3 separate regions of the Mus musculus genome follow, and all the other regions are linked to region 2. Evidence: chromatin contacts called from public Micro-C and promoter capture Hi-C data. All regions are on one chromosome and are shown on one strand. Each heading gives the region's core, a stretch centred on a gene start, on an enhancer-like site or on the middle of the called end of the contact. The rest is flanking DNA. Distances are from core to core; before and after follow the strand shown. Region 1 holds the start of Mgst3 (microsomal glutathione S-transferase 3). Region 2 holds the start of Uap1 (UDP-N-acetylglucosamine pyrophosphorylase 1). Region 3 holds the start of Lmx1a (LIM homeobox transcription factor 1 alpha).

What was found. Promoter capture Hi-C pulls out the DNA fragments that hold promoters and counts their contacts. A called contact is a pair of places that touch in the nucleus more often than the background predicts.
Region 1: a promoter capture Hi-C map of embryonic stem cells shows a contact between it and region 2, with 3 times the contacts expected there. The contact joins the promoter of Mgst3 here to the promoter of Uap1 in region 2. A contact is called at or near these places in 3 of 39 promoter capture datasets (embryonic stem cells, hippocampal neurons and pre-B cells) and 1 of 115 datasets of contacts at active chromatin or transcription factors (thymic regulatory T cells).
Region 3: a contact with region 2 is called in a Micro-C map of embryonic stem cells, with 3 times the contacts expected there. The contact joins the promoter of Lmx1a here to the promoter of Uap1 in region 2.

The regions. Positions count from the first base shown.
Region 1 is chr1:167,391,383-167,395,823 of GRCm38.p6, forward strand. Mgst3 (microsomal glutathione S-transferase 3) reads right to left here and starts at 2,459. Exons shown (of 6, transcript NM_025569.2): 1 at 2,369-2,459.
Region 2 is chr1:170,172,717-170,177,240 of GRCm38.p6, forward strand. Uap1 (UDP-N-acetylglucosamine pyrophosphorylase 1) reads right to left here and starts at 2,248. Exons shown (of 11, transcript NM_001305045.1): 1 at 2,034-2,248.
Region 3 is chr1:167,688,298-167,692,754 of GRCm38.p6, forward strand. It overlaps Lmx1a (LIM homeobox transcription factor 1 alpha), which reads left to right and starts at 1,261. Exons shown (of 8, transcript NM_033652.5): 1 at 1,261-1,553; 2 at 3,684-3,870. The coding sequence starts at 1,478.

The DNA of each region.
Region 1 (4,441 bases), core at 1,209-3,708, 2.8 Mb before region 2:
GAGCTAATCTTACACAGGGAAACCTGACAATAACACCAAGGTTTTTTTTATTCCAGAGGACAGTGGACTCGGAAGCAGGATCAATAAACTGAGCTGCAAGGGCTGGGGAGATAGCTCAGTCAGAAAAACTGCTTGCCAAGTAAGCATGAGTAGCTGCTTTAAGCTCTCTGAATCCATGTTAAACAAACAAACCAACCAACCAACCAACTAACCAACCAACCAAGACCCAGCGCTCAGCAAGCTCAGATAGGAGGACCCTGGGCAAGTTCAGGCCAGCAGGCTGGCTGAATCAGTAAGATTCAGTGAGATTCTCAAAACTAAGATGGAGAATGACTAAGGAAGACATCTTCATATGTATGGACATGCACATGTGCTTATAGTCATTCATGTGTATATATACATCACATACAACATACACACATTTTAGTTGCAAAAATAACAGCGGCATATTCTAAAGAGATATAAACATAGAGAATGACTAAATTGTAGGTTTAGATTTTTAAAATAAAAAAAAATTCGAATTTAAATCATAGGTTTAAAATGAGCTAAGTGTTCAGTCAGTGTTAGATTACTTTTGACAGGTTCATTTGACACCCACTCATTCTTGACTGGTCCAGGGGCTTTTCAGCATCTCTTTGGATAAACACACCTTTTGTAAGTGTGTGTGTGAGTGTGTGAGTGTGTGTGTGTGTGTGTGTGTGTGTTCTCTGTGCTGTCTACTTATAAAGGAGTTCCTTTTCAGATTGTTTCCTCCGGAACTCTACACAAGCAGGAGGGAATCTAAGTGAGGGAAACTCTGCCCTTGTCCTTTAAACAAGGACTCAATAAATGGCCCAGGCTGGCCTTGAATTACCATTCTCCTGCCCCAGGCTCTCTGGTGCTAGGATTCCAGTTGCAGGCCTCTGCATCCAGCAAGATTTTGTTCCTTAGTCTAAGGAAGCCCCAGTAGTTCAGTTTCTATGGCTGGCCACACTATCCCTGTCATTTTATATATAGTAACACTGGTTAAAGGAAAAAAAAAAAAAGAATCACTTGACAGAGTTTTCTATTTCTGTAACATTGTGTCAGGAAGAAGCTGAGCAGAATGTACTTCCCAGGGTGAAAGCACATGTTTGGATTTCAGATGTTAGTTTTATTTAACTCCTTAGATAAATTTAGCTCCTGTGAGAATAAACAATTCTGGATCCCCTGACTCAAGACAGTATACTCTCATTATGGACACACTGAAAGAAAACACACCGGGTAACCCTGACTAATAACCTTGGCTGCTTCCGGGAAACTGCAGTCTGCAGGTGCCCTACAGATTCCCGCAGGGAAGCCCTGGTTTCTGCTACTACCTTAAAATCTGCAGCAGACCCTGCAAGGCCACACCTAAGCCACCAGTACAGGCAACAGAGCAGAGAGCTGGTTGCTCTCTGGGGCACCTCCTTTCCCTAGTTAAGGGATTCAAGTCCCAACCCGCAGCGCAGCGTTGCTTTCCTACCCATCCGACCATCTGTCTCTGCTTTTCCTCTACTTCCTTTTCCGCACTGACTTGTACCCTAGGCTACTTGCAGACTGGTGCCTCCCAAGCAAAGAATTAACAGAAACCACAACCTCGGGAGTGACTCAGTGTCTCTTACTCCCTTCCACCACCCTGCAGGTGCCCCACCCTGTGGTTCTGGGTCTCCCTGTAGCGACACAAGATAAGTAAAGGGACACTTGCGGACATGTGAGTATGGGATGAATTAATATCCCACTCACTCTTCCCAAGAAGTCTCTTGCTATGAGGACAGAAGTAAGAAAATGACCCATATTCAGGTATCAATGCAAATATTTCTACGAGGCGAGAGGAAAACAAATGCAATTCCCTCTGAGACCCTCTCGAAGGATCCTAGCAACAAGACATCCATAGCAGGCGCGGCGCTTGCACGCCACTTATGAAACCTGTGCTAGATCAGGTACGAATGGCCAGTTCCCACTGCAGAGTTCCGGGCTCCTTTCTCTGTATTAACAGCTGCAGTGAGTAAGGTCAGGTGGTCTCTTGAAGGCCGAAAGAGGGAGCCCCAGGTCTTTACACAATTGGAATTAAGGAGGGGGAGGAAAATAAGGAATTGAGGATGAGCTGACCTTGAGAACCTCCCTGAGTTAGAGATAGCGAGGTAGGGGCCTCCCCGAGAAGCTCCTAAGCTACACCATCGGGGGGAGCATGCAGGGAGGGCGGAGGGCAGAGTGGGTAGAAATGCAGAGCTCAAATCGACCGATAAAGAAGGGAGGTTGGAGACCCCAATTCCGTTCCAAGTGACTGAGATACCGGTTGTGCATGTGCAGGCATTCAGGTGTCCCAGTGAAGCTAAAGCTCCTGCAGCTCGCAGCTGCCAGCACTTACCTGGCTCACCTTCGTGCGCCTGGTACAGACCTGAGAAGCACAGCAGTGCCTAGGTGCGGCTCTAGCTGTCCCGCAGGACCCGCCCCACTCCGCCCCGCCCCGCGCGGCCACGCCCTCGGGACCGCCCCCGAGACCGCCTCTGACTTTGGCGGTTCTAGCTGTTTCTTAAACTAGACTGCATTTTTTCCCTGTGTCGGGTAGCCCGCATATCTACTTTTCCGGCTCCCCAGTGTATATATTTGCTCTACTCTCCAAGTATCTTTTCGTGACTACAGTATTAAATTGCTCCTAGAGATTTGTTCTGCTTGGTTGGAACAGAAGCGACAGTAACGCGTTAGTAATTTGTCCCCGGCAGGGCACTGTAACTCAGCTTGCTGCGCGTGCGCAGAAAGTAGAGCGTAGTTTATGGAGAGCTTGGGGTGGGTGGGGAAGGCGTGTGTCTCACTTTTGGACTCTCTTGGGGAGGGGGCGTTTGAAACTGTGGGAGTTCCCTTAGCCTGCGCCGTTGGCGCGTACCTCAGCTCTGCCTACACGGTGCACCGCACCCATTCTCTCTCCCCCAGCCCCACAGGCGGGCTCCTATGGCTTGGCTCGCCCAGGTATTTCTTCCCGGACCCCGGCACAAACTTAACAAAGAGCACAGGCGCACCCTCTTGTGCCACCTCGCGGCGGCCTCCAGGAGAGCCTTGGATAGGACCTACTAAGCAGAAGCAGACCTTGACTGCTAATTTCTATAAGTTCTGCTTTAAACCGGTCGCAGAAAGCACCGAAGCTATCTGCTACTTTTTTTTTTTTTTTTTTTTTTTGCCCCGCGTTTCTGAAATGCCCTAAGAAACTTAACATGCTACGACCTAAGAAACTAGGTCAGACAGTGCATACCTTTTAATGTCTCTCCCCTCCTTCCTCACAAACACCAGAGAATAAGTTTATTCTGTAGCCAAATATGAGTGACCATGGCCTGCAGTGGCCAACTGTAATTTCGTGAACTTCTAGTAACAGAACCAAAGAAATTCCTAAGTCAAGTTCCCTTTCTTGTACGTTGGGAACGGGTGGTGGTGGGGGCATCAGGTGTGCAGATTATAGCAAAGCCTGGAATAAGATCTCAGATATTGTCTGATGACATTCTTTGTCTTGAGTTCGTAGAGGCTAGTGGCAGGTTTGTACTCTCTGAAATGATTTGAGTGATAGGTCCGAGATAGCTGTTCAAATACATAAATGACTAGTAAGGATGTTAAAGCTAGCTTGATTGGCTGAAGGTTTCCACCCCTCCACAATCACCAAAATTTTAATCAGTACAATTTTTAAGATTTTCGGATCTTTAGCACAGCTTGCATACCCTTCCTTTCTTCCACCTGTCTTTCTCCCTCACAGCCCAGGTGTGCCTCAAGTTCATATTGCCATGTAGCTCACACTGGTCTTGAACTGATCCTCCTGCCTCCACCTTCCAACTCTTGGCATTATAGAGGTGCACTAGTGAGCCCATCCTCACGAGAATCTCTTCTTTGGGAGAATTTGCACTTCTAAGAAAGAGTGCCTGGGAGTCGAACAATCCCAAGCAGGAAAGCCTAGAATCAAGGAAGGGGCCAGGCTTGGCTTTCCTTTTTACTGGCTTGTCTTGCCTACACATCTGGAAGTACATCGGAGGCTCATGTAATCTTTATTCTTGCTGCTTCATCAGCTTCCAGTTGTTCTAATGCTTACCCTTAAGTACAAGAAAGGTTTCTACTTCAGGTTTCCTGGTGTGTTGGGTTTACAGGACTTGCTTTGACTGAACATTAAGGAAGCAAATAGGAAAAACCATTTCTACACTATTAAGGGGCCTCATTCCCCTCTTGCTTCTGGTCTGTATAAAAAAAGGCAGCCAAGGTGGTAGAACAGATGATCAGAAAGTCAGGATAATACTGGTGGCTGCTTTCACAGACCTTCCTGTCTGACCCTAAACAAGAATTGATCATGTAGGACCTTATTTCAAAAATCTTACAAGGCCAGAGGAAGTGTGGAATACCTTTTATCCCAGTTCTTGGGAGACAGAGGCAGATGGATCTTCATGAGTTTGAAGCCAGGCTGGTCTGC
Region 2 (4,524 bases), core at 998-3,497:
GAGGAAGCATGTTGTAGTCAGATCACTAGGGACACATGCAACCAAAGAAGTCCCCCTAGTTTGTGGTTCCTTGCTCCAGTTGTCCCCTGCCCATCATTTGACACTGTGCAAATAATTTCACTTCCCTGGTGTATGTATTTCCTCATGAAGACGACCCGGCCTTTTTCATATATCCTGAAGATTAAAAAGCAAAGAGGCCTCTTCTACTAAAAGTACACGCACACATACTATGGTAAATATTAGGTAGAACTGTTCCTTTAAAAGTCATTCAAAGCTGGGCAGAGGAGGCTCACTCCGCTAATCCCAGCACTGAAGAGGTAGACAAATCTCTGTGAGTTCCCGGCCAGGGTGGTCTGGGCAGAGGCAGAGGCTGAGGCTGGTGGATCTCTGAGTTTGAGGCCTGATTGATCTACAGAATGAGTTTTAGGGCAGCCAGAGCTACACAGAGAAACCCTGTCTCAGAAAAAGGAGAAAGAGAGAGAGAGCGCAACCTAGCTAGCTAGCTCATTCAGTAAGTACTGGGTAGTACTTTGGGTGCTTGGAGAAAAACATACTCATGCAAATAAAACAACTCATTGTAAACTTTGATATCTGGTCCCAGAACACCAGCAATCCACAAATCTTATTACCAAAATCAAATCTGTCCATTTATGTGTTGTGTAACATTCATAATAAATACGGTTATATTTACCTGACACAGCGATAACCATAGTACTGCATCTCCTACTCATTTTTCTTGAGAGCTGTGTGTGTGTAACTAAATTCAAATGGTATACAGCAATAGAGAAGAGAATTAAAAAGACGTGGATTTTTATACTAAGAACAAAAGTCTGCACTAGAAATTATGACTAAATTTGGTGTGTGCCTACAACCTAACACACCTGGATCAACATACCCAACAAACCATTATCAAACATGCCTTTATTAGAATTTAAATGCCACATTAAGGACGTCCAGTATTTCCCAATTCCACCCCCACCTCTGCTGCTATATGTCCTCAGGGTGGGTTAGTAAATCGCTTTGGGGGGTGGGGGTGGGGTGGGGGGGACACATGGAGCCAGGCAGTGGCGGTACATATCTTTAAGGTAAATGGATCTCTGAATTCTGGGCCAGCCAGGTCTACAGAGTGAGTTCCAACAACCAAAGCTACACAGAGAAACCCTGTCTCGGAAACAAACAAACAAACAAACGAAACAGGAAAAAAGAGGGGAGGGGAGGGGCTGGGGTGGGGGTGGGGAGGAATGGTACTGAGACTGACTTGAGTCCTAACCACTAACTAACAGGACAGACTATGAAGTCTTTTCCCTCAGCCAAGTGAGTCAACTAATAACGAAATGGATAAATGCTTTTGGTTTGCTGCAAACTCTTGGATCCAAGCCCAGTGAACTTCACCTCCAAGTCCTTAAACTTGTGCCTCTCATAAATGCATGATCATTACCATCGGATATCAGATCTCATAGTATGCCGATGAAGGCCAGTCAGCCTTCACACCAAACTTTTAAAAAATCTTCTAGAGCATATGTGTGCTCTCAGCCTCACCGTTCCTCCAGTCCAACTGAGGGGAAAACCCTGAAATCTGAACCTCTCTCACTATCAGTATCAAGCGAAGGCAAGCGGGTCCTGTGCTAGTCACATCCCCCATTGGGATCCACTGTCCTGGTCGGAACTATCAATTCTTACCCTCGTGGGTTCAAAACACCCCAACGCGCTTTCCCAACAGTAACAGCGATCACTTATTCCCACCGGTGAACCCCAGAAGTGGCACAACTATGCCCGGGCCCTAGCCTGAAACCCTCCTGGCTCCTCTTCCCCCAACTCAAAAACAGCGCTGACAAGCGCCGGGAACTCCATCATCACCCAAGCCTCCTCCCTCAGGTCTCCCCCAAGACCCTCCGCGCGCGCATCCCCGCCCCGCCGCGACACAGCCCACGCCTCTCCGGAGCTCCGAGCAGCGGACGCCGAGCAAGGTGCGGCAACGCGTAGCCGGGTCCCCGCGCTAGGCATGGGAGCGCGCGCGTGAAGGGGGTCCCTACCTCCCTCGACAATCCCGCGGCTCCTTCGGCTCGGCTACTCGCCCGTGTCCCGCGCCCGCCTGGAATATATACTGTCATCCGAGGGGCCGGGGCGGCGGGGCGGGCCACGAGCAGCGGCCGAGGGGAGCGCGGGCCCCGGCCACCCGGCCCCTCCCGCCGCGGTGAGTGGCTGCGGCCCAGGGGCGGAGCGGAAGCCTGCCGGCCCGACACGTCAGCGACCGAGAACAGCCAAAGGGGCGGGCACCGGCGACAGGAAGGAGGAGCCTCTTTACGTCACTCAGACTCTTGCCCAATAGGATGGCCAAGGATCCTGTCAGTCTGTGGTACCGCCCCCCACGCACTAGCAGGGGCGGGGCCGGCTACGCGCGCGGCTTCGCGGGGAGGTGAGGCCAGGCGCCACCTTAAGGACAAACTGCAGGGCGGGTCCTCTCGGTCACCCGGGGCGGATCAGAGCGCCTGGTAGGGAGCGCGGCGCTGGCAGTGAGTCTTCAAGTGACGGATTTCCGAACGCCCACGGGTGTGGTTGGGAAAGACCCGCCGGTTTCTAGGCAGAGATCCCTCCAAGGCAGGCCTGTGACCTTAAGCTAGCTGATTTTGTCTCTAATTCTCCACATACCTGTTTGCCAGTGACCCGGGCTTCCTCTGCCATTGTCTTCGGAGTCTCTTGGGTGTCGACACAGCCGGGTTGCCTTTTGCACAGCGACTAGTGAACGAAATGCAATCAAAAGGGATTAGATGACCCGAGGCCATGCAAAATGTGCCAGTCAGGGAGAACCGGCCCAGAGAGCAAGAACTTAGCTAGGAGAGGAGAGCTAAAATTCAACTGTCCTGTTACAGCATAGGCAGCAGATGTGCATGTGCAGGCTATAATCTCAGTGTTATGAAGTTGCATTTATATTTAGAGCTATTATGTTGGGTTTTTGCAGGTTTTGAAACGAGAGTCCAATTTGTTGAGATGTCAAAAGCAACTAAATTTAACATATCAGGATGTTTTCCATCAGGTGGATAGGCTTCCTCATTTTACATTTTCAGTGTTTTCTTAGTCATTCTTGCGTATTCATTTTTAATCCAGACTTTACTATCAATTTATGTCATTTAGAAATATCATTTAACAAGGGGTATCATTTGTAAATAAAAACGTAGTTGCCCATCTGTTAAGGCACCTTTGTGGCTTTGAGAGATTAGATGGATAAACAGCTTGGTGGAACAGGATCAAGGAAGGACATGATATATTATTAGCAGTATTTGCTTGGCCTTAGCCTTGCATGCTCTCTGGAATCCTGTCAGAACGCCACGTCGCCTGAGAAGCTGTAAATGGCACCCACAGTGCTGTTGATAGTGGTAGGTGTGCCTTCCTGGAGCAAGACTAACAACACGGGTGTGTTCTCTAGTTTTCATACTTCCAGCTTGGAAAGTACCGAGTCTTAAGTGAAGAATTCAGAGCCTGCCCACAATGGGGTTGCCCAGAATCTCTTGACCTTCTTTATGTGTGCAAGTCCCTGGGGTAGAAGCATTCTCTTAGAAAGAAATTGGCGGCTACAGCAGTCAATAAAGAGCATATTGTCCAAAACGTATTTATTTATTGAGTTATTCTACAGTAGAACTTACAATAGACTCTACAGGGGAATCAAGAGTCTATTTCTTCAAGGGATTCCAATACAATGAGAGAGGCAGGGGAGAGACGTGCTCCTTCTTCCTAAGGGACGGCCGTGAGTGCAGCAGCAAAGGCTCAGATGAGCATTAGAGCTCAGAGAAAGCAGAGGCCTTAGCTTCAGAAAGGAGTGAGGGACCACCCAACACTTCTGAAGGCTGCCCTTTAGTTCTCTGCCTCCAAGGCTTTTGTTTTATATATATATATATATATATATACACACACACACACACACACACACTTGGAAATTTGAAGTGCCAAAAGGGAGTACCTGCCAAAAGGTACAGATTCTTAGTGGTGTGAGCTCAACTCAGTTTAAAAAAATAAATGGGTAACAGTTTTGTCTATTAGCTGGATAGGTGGACGGGTGAATGGGCGGACAGATACTTAGATGGGTATTATGAGACCTGGAAAGAAATGATCACCAACACTGAGAAATACACAAAACACAACAGCACAAGGACACGGTACAGTTGACAGAGGGAAAGGGAAAGGACAGAGTACTCGTGTACAGTAGTCGATGAGGAGTATTAGCTGAAAACAGATCTGGGGAAAATGAAAGGAGAAGCAGAAGAGTCACATGATGTGATAAAGCTACGGATAAGGCTGGGGATACAGCTCAATGATAAGAATAGTCACGTGTGCTAAAGCTACAGATAAGGCTGGCTATGCAGCTCAAAGATAAGAGCACTTGCTTAGGATATATAAGCTCAACCCCCAGAAACACACAGACAAAAAACGTTATATCAGAGTATGAGATGCTTTCTTTTTATCATAATATGTATTATACATATTAATGAGTTTCACTGGATTTCCATATATATGTATATATATATGTAT
Region 3 (4,457 bases), core at 11-2,510, 2.5 Mb before region 2:
CTGAGGTTAGTCATCACTTACGGTGCAGATCCGAGAGCAACCGGATCCCCATCCCGCCCGCGTGAAGTCTAGGTGGCACGGATCTCTGCCGAGTCTGGGGTGTAGCTCCCCCGGGGCAACCGTTCCACGTGGAGAGAAGGAAAAGTTTGGCGCGTCCGGGAGGTCCGGGCAGCAGACTGGAGCATCAGGCTGTAGCCTCGCGGTGGGTCGAGCAGCCAAGCCGGGGAAACAGAGCACCGCGGGCCCCGCCACGGGACGCGCTCCCAGGCCCCCGCCCTGCGCACCCCACCCCCTTCCCGGGCCGCGCACGCAGCCAGCGGCCACTGTCAGAAACCGCCCGAGCCGCCTCGAAGAAGGCAGGGCGGACTTTGCACCCAGGACCCTGGGCCTCCGGTTCCACCGCCGATCTTGGAGCAGCCGCCTGGTTTCCCCTTCCCGGCTGCAGAGCGGCGCGTGTTGGCGGGACGTCCCGAGGAGGATCGGCGGCTTGAGGCCACGGCCCGGCCCCACTCCGGCGCGCCGAGGAGCGGAATCGGGGGCCGGCGTTCGCTCCTGCTCTCTCCCGGGTGCGCCGGAGTCCGGGCGGCTGCTCTGGCTGCAGCCTAGGGGACGCCTCCTCCCTCCGCCAAAGCTGCCCGGCGTCTCCCGGCCACTTCGCGCTGCTCCGGACGCTGGGCGCGAGCTCGCCCATCAGGTAAGGAAGGCTGCGGGGATCCTTAGGCTCCGGCTCGGGCGGGCGTGTTTCTGAAAGTTGATTTGAAATGCATCCAAGAGTGAACCGGGCCAGTCGCGGCTCCTCCCCAAGGCGACTCCTTTGCTCCTGCAGACGTTCCCGGCACTGGCCGACCGGCGGGAGGACCTCCCCGCGCGCCCCGCACGCCTACTCCCGAGCGCCCCCCCCCCACCCCCCAAGCAGAGCGCTGCGCCAGGAGTACGGAAGCAGGCGGGACAGTCTCCGAGTCCCTTACTCTGCCTCTCTCTAAGACAGGTGAGGGTCGAAAGTGAGTGGTGGTGCCACTGGGATATCGGACCTGGTTGGTCCCGGCTTGGCCCTGGCTCTGAGAGCAGGCGTACCCCCACCCCATCACACAGAGTACCATAGTTCTAGTGGTGGGATCCCTAGGGGCCACATTAGTATAGGATGGGGCGGAGTCGGTCTTGGAATGGGAAACCTGGGGACAGGGGTGGGGGTGGGGGTTAGGAGAACGCAGTTAGGGGGCGGAGGCCTTAGCACATAACGCGTTGACTTCAAGTGAAATCAGAGCCGTCCGAGCAGTTCACGGTGGCTCTTCTCTCTCCTCCCACCTTACATTTCCCTTGTCTGGACTCTACCCTCTAGGCTCATTCTTGTCGCCCTGGACACTGCTTCTGTCCTGTCCCAGGAGAGTGGCAACTGAGGGTGCGGAGTCCCAACAGGCACGGGAAGCTAGACTCAACCGTTCCTCCGCTCTACAGGTCCTCCTGGCTCACCCCGAACATGTTGGACGGCCTGAAGATGGAGGAGAACTTTCAAAGTGCGATTGAGACCTCGGCATCTTTCTCCTCTTTGCTGGGTAAGTGTTCAACCGCATGCTCCCTAGAGCATCCTCCTTCTGCCGGGGCCGGGAGCTCAGTACGTCAGGTCTCTGATACTGGGTTAAGCGACCAGACTAGCACCCTCTTCGCGCGCACACAGAGGTGCCCACAATCTCTGTCTTTCCGTGTCCATCAGTCCTTTTGAGTCGTCCCTACCTAAATACAACCATCAAGCCTCCCCAGGCTTCACGAGTTCAACATCGAATTCCCCAAAGCCTTGAGGGGCGGGCGAGCATGTTCACAAGGCATTTGAGTGGCAAGTGATTAATAATACCCAGGGCTGGATTTTTAATCACGGAGCTGATCGACGGCTCATAAATGCCACCGGTTTCTCAGAGGCCTGTGTCCTAGCATGAGAGATCCGAGGCCCAGAGCGCCCAGGTTCTTCTCTTCCCCCACCAACTGCAGCCCCAATTTTAGTATTGGGCATGGCCGAGAGGCTTTTCCGGGCTGGTGGGCAGCGCTGCGCTGGGATTAGCTTGCACGGCGGGGCCCTTGCCTGGTCTTTAATTAACTGAAGCCGGACCCCTGTTCCGCAAGCTTGGTATCCCTCTACCCCCAACCCAGCCACTTCGAAGGAGCAGAGAATAGAGAGATCCAAAGAGTCATACCCATGGGTCTTTCAGAGTTCAGGCTTGTTTTGCCAGTGTCTCTTCAACTCTCCCTTTGGAATTTTCAAGTTTGGAGAAAAAAATGTTTTGTTTTGTTTTGTTTTTAAATTTTCTTTCTTCCTGTGTTTCTTCCCGCTTCTTTCTGAAGGAGAGATTTTTCTTTTATTTAAACCTCTTGCCTCTTTCTCTAACTTTAGAACCAATAGAGTGGGGCTGAAAAAATTTCGATTATAGAAACCATGTCCAGAGAGAAATCGCCCACTCCACCCCAACAGTTCAGAGGAAACGAAATTACAAAACCCATGCCCTCTTCTTTCAACCTCCCTTTCGAAATTGTCAGGATTTTCTCCCCAGAGCAAGAAGGAAGACGCAGGCTAGAGCCTGTGTGCGGACTCAGGCACACTGGGTTTGGTTCTCTGCACCATGAGACCCGCGACCCATCCTATGGTTTGTCCCAACCATAGGATGGGGTGCTGAGACCAAGACAACAGAAATTTACAATTGAGAACGACCACTTTCTCCCCAGGCCTTCTTGCTGGCTTCCCACCACACAAAACGACCTGTCCAGCTTACAAAGCAGAAAGTGAGATTAGTGTAGTGGTATGGAGAAGGATCGTCCCTTTGGGACATCACAGACAAGAGTGTTCTTGTGGGACAAGGGCTTCTTTAAACGGTTGTGAAAATTGTCAACAAAGGCGGCCAAGTATTTCTCCCTTGCTTGTTGGGGGCAAGGGGGGGGGCTGGAACAAGACCCGAAGGGAAAAAGTCAAAAAGGTCAAAGGGTAGGGCAGAGAAGATTCTCTGACTGAGCTAAGAGGTTTGTTGCTCCAATCAGCGCTTCTGAGCGCAGAAGATCTAGAATTCTCTGGCCAGCACCCTTCTCAGGGTCTCTGCGCTCAGCTATTATTTTTCCCCATCTTGACGTTTCCTAATTATGAAAAGCCACCTGCAATTTTCACGCCAAACAAGACATAGGAGAGATTCACTAGTTTGCACAGTACTGAGCTCACGTAGGGAGAGATGGTATTTTTCTGCCCCCGCAGGCCGCCTTTTATGAAGAAAACAGAAAATGATAATTTTCCTTAAAAAAATAGAACTCAGTTGCAAGCAAATTATTATCGATCATTTAAAAGTAGTCAAAGGACACAAATACAGTGATTTAATGATTAATGACGACTTGAGAGTCCTGGGAGCACAAATTTATATGTAATCTAATTTAAAGGCGTAGTGAAAGCTCGCAATATACCTGGATCTGTCTAATAACTAAGACCATTTATTGACTTCAGCCCCCTCCCTCGCTAAAATTTATACCTTGCTACTTAGTCTTTATGTATTAGTAACGTCATCGTCACTTGGTTTGATTTTTCGGAATATCTGATCATCAGAGGAGCTTCCTGAGGGTGCAAGGCCCAGGGTGGGTCTAATCCTATCGAGAGCAGGTTTGGCTGGGGTTAGCTTGCCGGTGTGGCTCACCGGCAACATCTGTTGCTGTTGTAGGCAGAGCGGTGAGCCCCAAGTCTGTCTGCGAGGGCTGTCAGCGGGTCATCTCGGACAGGTTTCTGCTGCGGCTCAACGACAGCTTCTGGCACGAGCAATGCGTGCAGTGTGCCTCCTGCAAAGAGCCCCTGGAGACCACCTGCTTCTACCGGGACAAGAAGCTCTACTGCAAGTACCACTACGAGAAGTAAGTGCCTGCTTCGCCGGAGCGCGCCCACTCACCTCCACGGGTGTGCGCTGGGGACCGTGTCCTCCTGCACCCTCTTCGAGGAGGCACTCGCAGGAAAGGCCAGTAAATCTCGCGCATCCGCGTTCGGTACACTCCCCGGGTTGCGGGAAGTCCATCCGTATGCACAACTTGGGGCCCGGGAGAGCCGCAATGCGGGGTTTTTGGTTTTGTTTTTGTTTTGCCGCGAACATATTTTCAAATCATTCCAAGTTCATCAACCCGGGCCAGGGCATTCACAGAGATCACTTTGCCGGGGAGCGGGGAGCTAGCGACTAGCGACCCTTTTTTTCCATTTCATCTTTCTCAAGGGTTTGCATGGCTCTGGAGTTTGTGCCCATCAGTAAGGATCGGGTGGTTTCTGTCCCGTGGGCACATTTTTTTTTTCTCCTGGGCTTGATCAAATCAGGTTTGGAAATGACCTTTTTTGCCCTGCACCCTTGTTTGGCGTTTCCAGTAACCCCCTCTTCGGGTTTTCAGGAGTTCGTAGGCTAGAGGGAAACTGTTCTGCAGAGCGTCTCCACCCTGTTCTAGACTAGGGAAGTTAT